Regions from separate parts of the Bombyx mori genome. Here region 1 is linked to region 2. Evidence: chromatin contacts called from public Hi-C data. All regions are on one chromosome and are shown on one strand. The core of a region is the stretch at or near the end of the contact, and the rest is flanking DNA. Distances in the headings are between cores, read along the strand shown. Region 1 overlaps LOC101737321 (pre-mRNA-splicing factor ATP-dependent RNA helicase PRP16). Region 2 holds the start of LOC119629177.

Region 1 (5,013 bases), core at 1,966-4,465, 56 kb before region 2:
AAATTTAAACCTTAATAAAAACAAAGATTCAAAACAACTGGCGTTAATGTGAGAGTTATATATTTATCTGAAGTTTTTATTCCCACGACTAGAAAACCAAATGTCACAGCGACGTCAGGAACTGAAGTGCAGTATTAAAGTGTAAATCGAGCTTAGGACCAGCACCACATTTATAGGAGGTTGTAATAATCGCAATGTTATTATTATTGTATGTTAGTGTTTTATATCCGGTAAATATTCTATAGCCAGTAAATCCTATGTAAATATTCTAAAGTTAAATTTTAAAATCTGGAAACGAGAAGACTAGTTTAAAAATATTCTAAGCACAAAAGAAATGTTTGGAGTTTCGATCTTGGAAATTGTGGTTTAATTTTTAACAAATGTTGACATATATAATTAGTAGACAACGATAAACCGTATTATCTTTATACAAGCGACAAAGGCCTTGAACTAATTAAAAATAGCGTTTTCGGGTTCGCATTCACACAGAACGCGCTAACAAACGGTATTATTGTGGATTTAATACTAGAGACATAATGTTTATAAATGTAGATACTACATGATATCGAATACGCTTTCACCCCGTATTTGGTTAAAGCGACATTTTTGCAACTTAACAGGAGAGCCATTTAAATTTTAAAATTTGGGAAAAACATATCATAACAAAAAAACTTCTTCAGATATTTGAATGGAGTAAACTTAATTGAAGTTCAATTAAAAACATCGAATCGTTCATGCTAATCACTACATAGTATAAAACAAAGTCGCTTTCTCTGTCTCTATATCTGTCCCTATGTGTGCTTAAATCTTTAAAACTTTTAAAATTGCGCAACGGATTTTGATGCGGTTTTTTTAATAGATAGAGTGATTGAAAAGGAAGGTTTATCTCTATATATTAATACGTGAAGCAAATACTTTGTATCCCTTTTTATGAAAATTGCGCGGACGGAGGAGTATGAAATAATGCATAAAAGATACATTAAATTAATAAAGAAAAACTTACACACACTACATACCACATATTTGACGCACACACGCATGCATACTATTTATTGTCAAACTTTTGTTTTTGGCATCTGTTGTCAAATTGAGAATAGATTAAATATTGTTTGCAAAGGTTAATATTTTTTATAGTGTAGTCTTTGCGAAATTGTGATTATAGAAGTATAAAATACAATCATAATAGTGTACAAACTAACGATTCCAATTAATTATAGTCGAATTTCGACTACTGCAGGACCTCTAGTATATATAATAACATCCATTAAATAGTGGAGAAATCAATAATAAATTACAGTTTCCGAAGCGAAGCGAGGGCGGGTCGCTAGTACCGAATAAAACGCACCTTTAATTACAAAGATAGATGTCGTATATTAAGTGAAATGTCGTTAACGAAATAGCCTTTAACCCCTCGATATGAAAGGACGTGAGGATATTTGTAAATCTACCCCCAAGATAAATTCGTATAACATTCATTCTCAAGCTCTTCGAGACATATGCTTCCGATGAATCATTGCGCGGTTGCAGGATGTTAGATCTTAAAATAGAATATGTTGTGTGAAGATACTCAGAGTATCGAACGAAAATGGATTTCACATGGTACGACTATTAGAACATTCTAAAATACAATCTCATTAACAAAAACATAATTTCGTGCTATTATTTTATTTACGACCGATCCTTAAGAGCCTTTCTGGACAGAGAATGATACTAAAGCCATTTTATAGCCAGTGTGCTTAGTGAGAGTTTTTTAATTACTCGATCGCGTACACTACTAATACTGCGCTGGCGCTATGACCCCGGAGTGGGTCTTGGCCTCCGATAATAAACGTTGCCATTCATCCCGGCGCTGCGCAACACCTTGCCAGTCCGACACTTGGAGCTCTCGTAAATTTCGTTCCACAGTGTCAGATCAGCGGTACTTAGGCCTTCCTACAGGGCGGCGTCTCTTTTTTATTTTCCTTGTAGACAGACTAGCATATGGGCCACCTGATGGTGAATGGTAGCTCATGGACTTCGGCAATGCCAAGGGCAGGGCCAAGTCGCTACCTATCGTTAAGTACTCTCCACAAGCCTCGTATGAAGAAGGATAATTCATAGAGCTCGGGAAATACCGTGGAGGGGAGCTCATTCCAAGGCCGGATGGTACGCGGCAAAAAAGATCTCTGGAAACGCACTGTGGATGAACGCAGTAATTATATTCTCTATGATGCTACTACGTTTACGGTGTATATCACTGGTGGTAGGACCTCTTGTGAGTCCGCACGGGTAGGTACCACCACCCCGCCTATTTCTGCCATGAAGTAGTAATGCGTTTCGGTTTGAAGGGTGGGGCAGCCGTTGTAACTACATTGAGACCTTAGAACTTATGTCTCAAGGTGGGTGGCGCATTTACGTTGTAGATGTCTATGGGCTCCAGTAACCACTTAACACCACGTGGGCTGTGAGCTCGTCACCCATCTAAGCAAAAAAAAAAACATCCTAATGATACTTATTTAGGCTCAAGTAATAAGCAATAACCATCTAAGCAATAAAAAAAAATATTTCTCCGGAGGCCGCATTGTTTTTCAGGCCATTTTCTTTGTCACCAACGGGCTGACGGCTCATTGATTATTGGCAGTCCAAAAAAAAACGCACGACTGCTTCCCGCCAGAAATACTTATAATTCACCGCATTACTAGTAATTACGCAAATTTAAAAATATTTCGACTTCATATTTTTATTATACTTACTATGTTATGATCACGTGTTAAGTGCGTATTCATCATGTAATTATCTTGTTGGATTACCGGAGTGATTTTCAAACGTATGCATTATGTGTAGTCGTTTATAAATAAAAGATGATCCATGACATGAATATCAAATTGCATTGTGGTTGCAGAGGACACATATAAACTCGTTTTAAGCTTGTATCACATCATCGGATTTTTCATAAAGCATAGAATCATAAAAAAATACCCGAATTGAATTAAATTCGAGTCTTTTCAGTAAAAGAATTGCTTAAAACCACGATTTCTTTTACCGAAAACGTTAAATAAGATTTCGAATAGTTGAATATCTCTCCGTAACTCACAAAAAATACCTTACACTCCCCCTGGCATCACAGCATACTGCGTAAGTGTCAACAAACCGTTGAAAGGCTGAAATATATAATATAATGTTTTCCTCCGTTTTCAAGTACAATGTGCGTAAAACAATGATATCTCCGCAAAACGTCAAGGCAGTTCACCCTTCTACGTAACAAGTTCAACTCCGTTTGTGAATATTTATTGTACCGACATTGAAGTTTATTTTTAAAACATGTTTCAATGTTTTGAACTTTCATTACGTGCTAACGAAATTTCTCGAGACTTATTTTTCATTTTGTAATATTTTTGTTACCGTCGCCATATTCGGTGGTATTTGGTATTTGGTCAATGTATTTGGAAATGAGAACTCTGCGGACATTCTTATCATTTACATAAGTTTCGACGAATATACTGATGAGTATTAATAATAGACTCTTACATCTTTTTTCCGAAGAGGTAGACTAAAATTGGCGAATTATCGTTCAACCTATATCATGTAATACTCGTATGACAACTATAAGGGCCCATGCGCTGGGAATGACTTGCCCATTTATAAATAATGCTAACGTTGATAATCGTTTTTTTTATTATTTATGTACACACAAAAAAGAAGACATAGTACAGAGTAATAGGAAAATTATGTACAAAGGCACTGCTTATTTCTTTAAGAAATTTGGCATTGCTGAAGTCCATGGGCGACGGTAACCACTCACCATCAGGTGGGCCGTATGCTCGTCTGCCTACAAGGGCAATAAAAAAAAAAAAAAAAAGAAATCTCCTTTCATATAAACTTAATATATTATTTAACTAGCGACCCGCCCTCGCTTCGCTTCGGAAACTGTAATTTATTATTGATTTCACCGCTGGATGTAATTATACATATAAACCTTCCTATTCAATCACACTATCTATAAAACGCATCAAAATCCGTTGCGTAGTTTTAAAGATTTAAGCACAGGGACAGACAGATATAGGGACAGAGAAAGCGACTTTGTTTTATACTATGTAGTGATATATTATAATTTTATATAAATACTATAATTTTTTATATAAATCTACGACTGGAAATCGTGCCATTTTATCGAACGCCAGCGAAATGCTTCCGGTTCCCATTTTTGAACCAAACCGCAGTTTCCGGACCTCGGTAATAAAGTTGAAAGAACTTGTCACGGACGCACATTAATGTTTTGCTTATCGTTGACGATTATGGTATCATAGTTGCCCTATTTTCATAGTTAGCTAAGTTTTTTTTTAGCAGTTACTTTGGAGTTGTTTGGTTTCTTTTGGAGGCGCTTGGGTAGCTGTTAGCAAATCTCACCCCTTTTTGTTCGCCCACCTACCCTGGTAAAACTGGAAAGGCCTCCGGGTCACCCAGTAATCTCTCAAACATAAAAAAGTGTTTTTTTTTCATTTATCATTGTTCGAAACTTGCTCTTTAATGTGAGCAGTCTCGAAAATGTGAAAGGTAACCTATATGTAACACTTCGCAGTAGCTTTTTTTGTTTCTATAATAGTTGAGGGGAAATCTTCTCGATCGCTTTGGGCAGGCAACGGAGGCTTATTAATCTTTCACTAAAAACGGTGAAGTGACTGCACTGTCGTATACATTACTATTACTTAGAGTAGTATTTTTGAGTATTTGGTACGTACGACAAAATCTGAAGTTTTATTACAATGGTATCTATCTACATAAGCAATAACAATAATTTTCTTTATTAATCTTTTTTTTAATTTTTTTATTGCCTTTGTAGGCAGACGAGCATACGGCCCACCTGATGGTGAGTGGTTACCGTCGCCCATGGACTTCAGCAATGCCAAGGGCAGAGCCAAGCCGCTGCCTACAATCTTGGTTGTATGTAATATAAATATAAATACATAGCTATTTGACGGGCAGTAATAAAGGTTTTATTCAAGTTACCTGGTTACCCTCCGCTGTGACTATCCC
Region 2 (5,237 bases), core at 1,993-4,492:
AAATCAATGTTTATTTATTCAAATACATTCATATTATTAGAATATTCATATAATTATACGCTTCTAAATAATGTAGCATAGGTTTCAGTGTAGTTACAACGGCTGCCCCACTCTTCAAACCGATATTCATTACTGCTTCACGGCAGAAATAGACAGGGTGGTGGCATCTACCCGCGCGCACTCACAAGAGGTCCTACCACCAGTAATTACGCAAATTATAATTTTGCGGGTTTGATTTTTATTACACGATGTTATTCCTTCACCGTGGTAGTCAATCGTGAACATTAGTGGAGTACGTATTTATTAGAAAAATTGGTACCCGCCAGCGGGATTCGAACACCGGTGCATCGCTAGATACGAATGCACCGGACGTCTTATCCTTTAGGCCACGACGACTTCAAATATCTCAAGATATGTGGCGACATTTACGTCGTAGATGTCTACGGCCTCCGGTAACCACTTAATACCAGCTCGTCCACCCAAATAAGCAATAAAATAAATAAAAAAGTTCAGCGAGCGTCTACACGGTATGGACTCGTGTCGAGACTACGCGACGAGAGCGGACGAGAGCCACACGCGACAACGAAACGAGCGTGTAAAGCCGGCATGACATGACATAAAACATTGATAACATACTTCAATCGATGGTTCGGCAGCGAGCTTGTGGCATCTCGCATGAGAAGCACGCGCGACGCAATTATGTCACGAACGACACGAGCGCAAATTAAACTGGCAAATTGGATTTTTTCATTACTTAGATTAGTGGCAAAGCTCACGGTCAACCTAGTGTTAATTGTTACTGGAGCCCATAGACATCAGCAACGTAAACGCCGCCATCCACATCGAGATATGAGTACTGCTTGAGGCAGAAATTAGGCAAGGTGGTGATACCTACTCGTGCGGGCTCACAAGACGCCCTACCACTGGTAATCACGTCAAATATAATTATCAATGAAATTTAACCAAGCAAATAACGTAAACACAATTAATACTGGTAATTAATAATAATAATTTTTACTGGTGGTAGGACCTGTTGTGAGTCCGCGCGAGTAGGTACCACCGCCCTGCCTATTTCTGCCGTGAAGCAGTAATGCGTTTCGGTTTGAAGGGCGGGGCAGCCGTTGTAACTATACTGAGACCTTACAACTTATATCTCAAGGTGGGTGGCGCATTTACGTTGTAGATGTCTATGGGCTCCAGTAACCACTTAACATCAGGTGGGCTGTGAGCTCGTCCAACCATCTAAGAAAAAAATAAATAATAATAATAATTTAAAACCATGATTAAATTTCAGAGAGAGTCATTAAAATCTATGGGCTTAGTACGTAACTTGCACGGAGCAAACAGAATATCGCATGAATCACCGCGTCAGTCTTAGCCGGCTCGATAGATTCGAGTTTTGAAAACCGAATCGACAATTACAAAACTGGTATTCGAAACACGTTTTCCATGGCATTCACGAACTTATTATTCTGTACTATTTTAATGTAACAGCCACGCCTCGTTGTGATTGTTATATTTTTTTTTGTCGTCGATATTAAGACTATATATGAAATCGAAATTTCTCGTATCTGCTTGGCGGTTAAAATCAAGCTGGTCAGTAAGCGTAGTAAAATTCATGAAATACCCCAAGCTGTCGAAACTTTTTTTTTTTTATTGCTTGGATGGATGAACGAGCTCACAGCCCATCTGGTGTTAAGTGATTACTGGAGCCCATAGACATCTACAACGTAAATGCGCCACCCACCTCGAGATATAAGTTCTAAGATCCCAGTATAGTTACAACGGCTACCCCACCCTTCGAACCGAAACGCATTGACTACTAAGACGCGACCCATAGCAAGTCGGTGACGCCATTAGAGACATTTTCAGTACCTACTGCCAAATTTACAAACGTTAACCCTGATACGATTATAATAAGAGCATCTTTACATTTGGAAGATGTTAATCGTGCGTAATTTAAATAAATTAAAATACCTACATAACGTTTTTATTGGAATTTGAGGTTTTGGGAAAGCAAGAAAGATTATTTTCTTTTGTATGCTTTCAATTACTTAATGTAGGTTATTTAATTGTAAACATAATTATAAAGGGTTCCTATCACGATTTTTGTTTTTAATGACTTTCCGATATTTCTACACAATCCACTTGTGATATCAGATTAATAATAATATTAGCTATTTTATATTTTAATGTTGTGTCCACAGTTTACACGGATGAGTTTGACATTTTTGAAACAGAAACGTTACAAGTACCGAAAATGAACGAAAAAGTTTCTCCGACATGTAAACAACAATGTATAATCAATTGTTATTACGGTATCGCAATAAAAACGGTACAAAAAATGTTGTTTCGCAGGTTGGCTGCCGGCTGGCGCCTTCATACCGCGAGTGGCGATGGCGGGAGAGGGGACTCGAGGGGAGGGGTGCTGCGGGGGGTGTGGCGCTCAGCACCGAGTGAGGTCAACCTCGGTGCATCGTAGTGATGTGGATCACATTTAATAATTAATTTCGTTGCTTAATTCTGCAAAAAGCGACAACGGTCTAACTAATGGGACAAAAGTGGAGACCCCAAGCGAATAATCAATTCAATTTTTTTTTTATTGCTTATATTTGTGGACGAGCCCACAGTCCGCCTGGTGTTAAGTGGTTACTGGAGCCCATAAACCTCTACAACGTAAATGCGCCACCCACCTTGAGATATAAGTTCTAAGGTCTAGGTATAGTTACAACGGCTGCCCCACCCTTCAAACCGAAGCGCATTACTGCTTCACGGCAGAAATAGGTAGGGCGGTGGTACCTACCCATGCGGACTCACAAGAAAGAAGTCCTAGCACCAGTAAAATAGGGTAGGAACGTATAGATGACACATTTTTATGTAGTCGTGTACTTAATGTAGGTCAACGAATAACATTAAGTATAAAGGAAGAATTTAATATTAATATTCAATTACAAAAAATATTTTAAATTTTGAAAAATGTTCTTGGAAATGCACGGGTTTGGTTGTTCTTTGTACGTTAAATCGGCATAATTATGTAGTACATCTGGTAAATCTTTGCGTACGTACAGTAACACTATTGTTTTCACCTACTTTAATTCTCAAAATTTTGTTAACATGAATTAAAATATTTGTCGAATTTCAATAGTACATGGACGATAAGCGAAATAACAGAGTTGAACGTTACGTTCCCAGCACTAGTGTGGACCGTCTTTACCTCCTCATCCCGCGTTCACCCCCTCTCTAGTATAAAGCGCGGGCCGACACGCGCGCCGCGTTTTTCGTTAGTGAGCTTCCATGTAACCGAGTACTGCGATACGCTCGATACCACGCGCCACAAATATTGTGAAAGTGCTGCTTGTTGTACGTGATTTGTAGAAGTGAGAGTACATTTGCCGCGAACGAGTCGCGAAGATTAAGAACAATTTCTAAACTATCGAATTCGAGAATTGTTTTTGAATTCGTCACAGGAGTGGGTTCAATGGAAGCGAGGTTCGTAACTTGCCGGAGTTTCCAGCAGATCAAGCCGCCCGAAAAGACCCTAGCGCCGCAGCCGACGGTGAAGGGCCTACTGTCCAGATTCGGGAGCCAGGCTCAAGCACTTTTCGCCCCCAAGAAGACACGTTTTGGTTCTTCGGTGGCCATCCACAAACTCCGCGAGACCAAGTGGTTTAAGCACGATGAACAGAACATATTATGCGCTGTTCTGGAATCAGGATTCATCCTCGAAGTGCGAGCTCAAGACCCTTTGCCGCCAGATTCGACTCTCTCACCAGACTACCATATGTACGCCGTCGCCATGTGGAAGAAGGGTAAAGGTGTGTACAGTTTTCGATCATAGATTAGTATTGAACCGCTTTTGACTGATTTACGAATTGCGAAACATTGAAATGAGGGCGTTATAGCCAATGCATACGTGTGTACAATACGAGTCTCGAGGCGAGACTAAGATTTACTAAATAAAGTTGGCATGGTGCAGTCATGGCCGCACGTCGCGTCGCCGGTCGCATACACAATAGCATTTGTAAATAATTCATGTAGAAACGTTTACGCCTACGCTTGAATGTTTACATTAATATCGGCGTGTGATGAATTTAAAATGTAATGTTAATATATGTCCGGTCTATTTAAGATATATCGATGAATGGATAGTGCCTTGCACTGATTTGAACGCGGTTAATGATTGTAAAATTAATTTAGTTCCTTAATCAAATGCTATCTAATTTTCCAACAGAAAAAACAAAGAACCCCGAACAGATAGACGTGTACACGGTTCAACAGAAAGGTGTGAGAAAACGTGTGATAAAAACAACGTTAAGCGCATTCTGGAAGCAAGACTCTGTTATACGCATCAACAACGTGGACGACAAACAGGAGACACCGAACAGCGAAAAAGATATCAGATCTAAGGTGATTAATTATAACCAAATCGTTCTCTATGAGTCCACACTAGCATACGTACCAATGCAAAAAAAAAATCAACACTTTGTCAATACATTCTTAAAAAAATCCCCTAATTTTACGAGTCGCGTCAATTTTTACGATAAGATAATCTATGCCAAGTCCATACGTGGCCTTTAAGTTTGTAACAATGTTGAAACGCTAAAACATCTTCAAAGCAACCTCAGAAGGAACTCATTAATTGGAAACTGGTTTCGAAGGAAATGACATAACACAACCTTTAGATTCACGTGTTAAAATTTTAAATGATTTCATAATGTTGTGTTATAATAACGCTACCGGTTGATACTATAAAAACGCCTTAATGTTTATGAAACATACATAAACTGTGAAGTAAACATTGTTGATAATTCGATCGTGAAGACGTGACTCGCAATTGGTTCGGCGAAGATTTTTTTATCTGTAAACGTACTCCATTTTAAATGCAAATCTAGTTTGCCTCCTTCACACAAAAAAGGGTTCGATGAAATATTAACGCTTCAATGCCTTTTCCATATTTTCTAGAGAATTCTATCCGATAAATTTCTTATCAGCGTTTTTGTTTAATTTCACGCAAGTCCGAGCCCTTAAGTCTATCAGCACATTTTCTGGAACTTTCAAGTTCTCTTTTCGAAAACGTAGGCCTTCGTCAGCATTGGAAACCATCTTATTTCAGATGACGAAAGCATCGTCGCTTTCGTTTTATGCATACTGTGGGCACAATTGAACGTTCGGACGGCTACTAAGGCGAAGCTTCTACTGATTGCAGTTGGATATGGCAACTAAGTCCAGATTCGAGA

The links. Hi-C and Micro-C count contacts between places; a contact is called where the count stands out from the background.
Region 1: a contact with region 2 is called in a Hi-C map of whole pupa, with 4 times the contacts expected there. The contact joins the enhancer-like site here to the promoter of LOC119629177 in region 2. A contact is called at or near these places in 3 of 7 Hi-C or Micro-C datasets (middle silk gland, posterior silk gland and whole pupa).

Annotation. Positions count from the first base shown.
Region 1 is chr11:18,399,628-18,404,640 of ASM3026992v2, reverse strand. The region is part of intron 11 of LOC101737321 (pre-mRNA-splicing factor ATP-dependent RNA helicase PRP16); the gene reads right to left. Among protein-coding and RNA genes, the nearest start is that of LOC101737172, 42 kb to the left of the region's middle. Within about 2 kb of position 3,215, at least 2 of the 8 cell types and tissues checked have open chromatin away from gene starts, as enhancers often do.
Region 2 is chr11:18,343,066-18,348,302 of ASM3026992v2, reverse strand. LOC119629177 reads left to right here and starts at 3,242. Exons shown (of 4, transcript XM_038014209.2): 1 at 3,242-3,815; 2 at 4,232-4,407; 3 at 5,207-5,237. The coding sequence starts at 3,479. All of the region lies in intron 11 of LOC101737321 (pre-mRNA-splicing factor ATP-dependent RNA helicase PRP16), which reads right to left.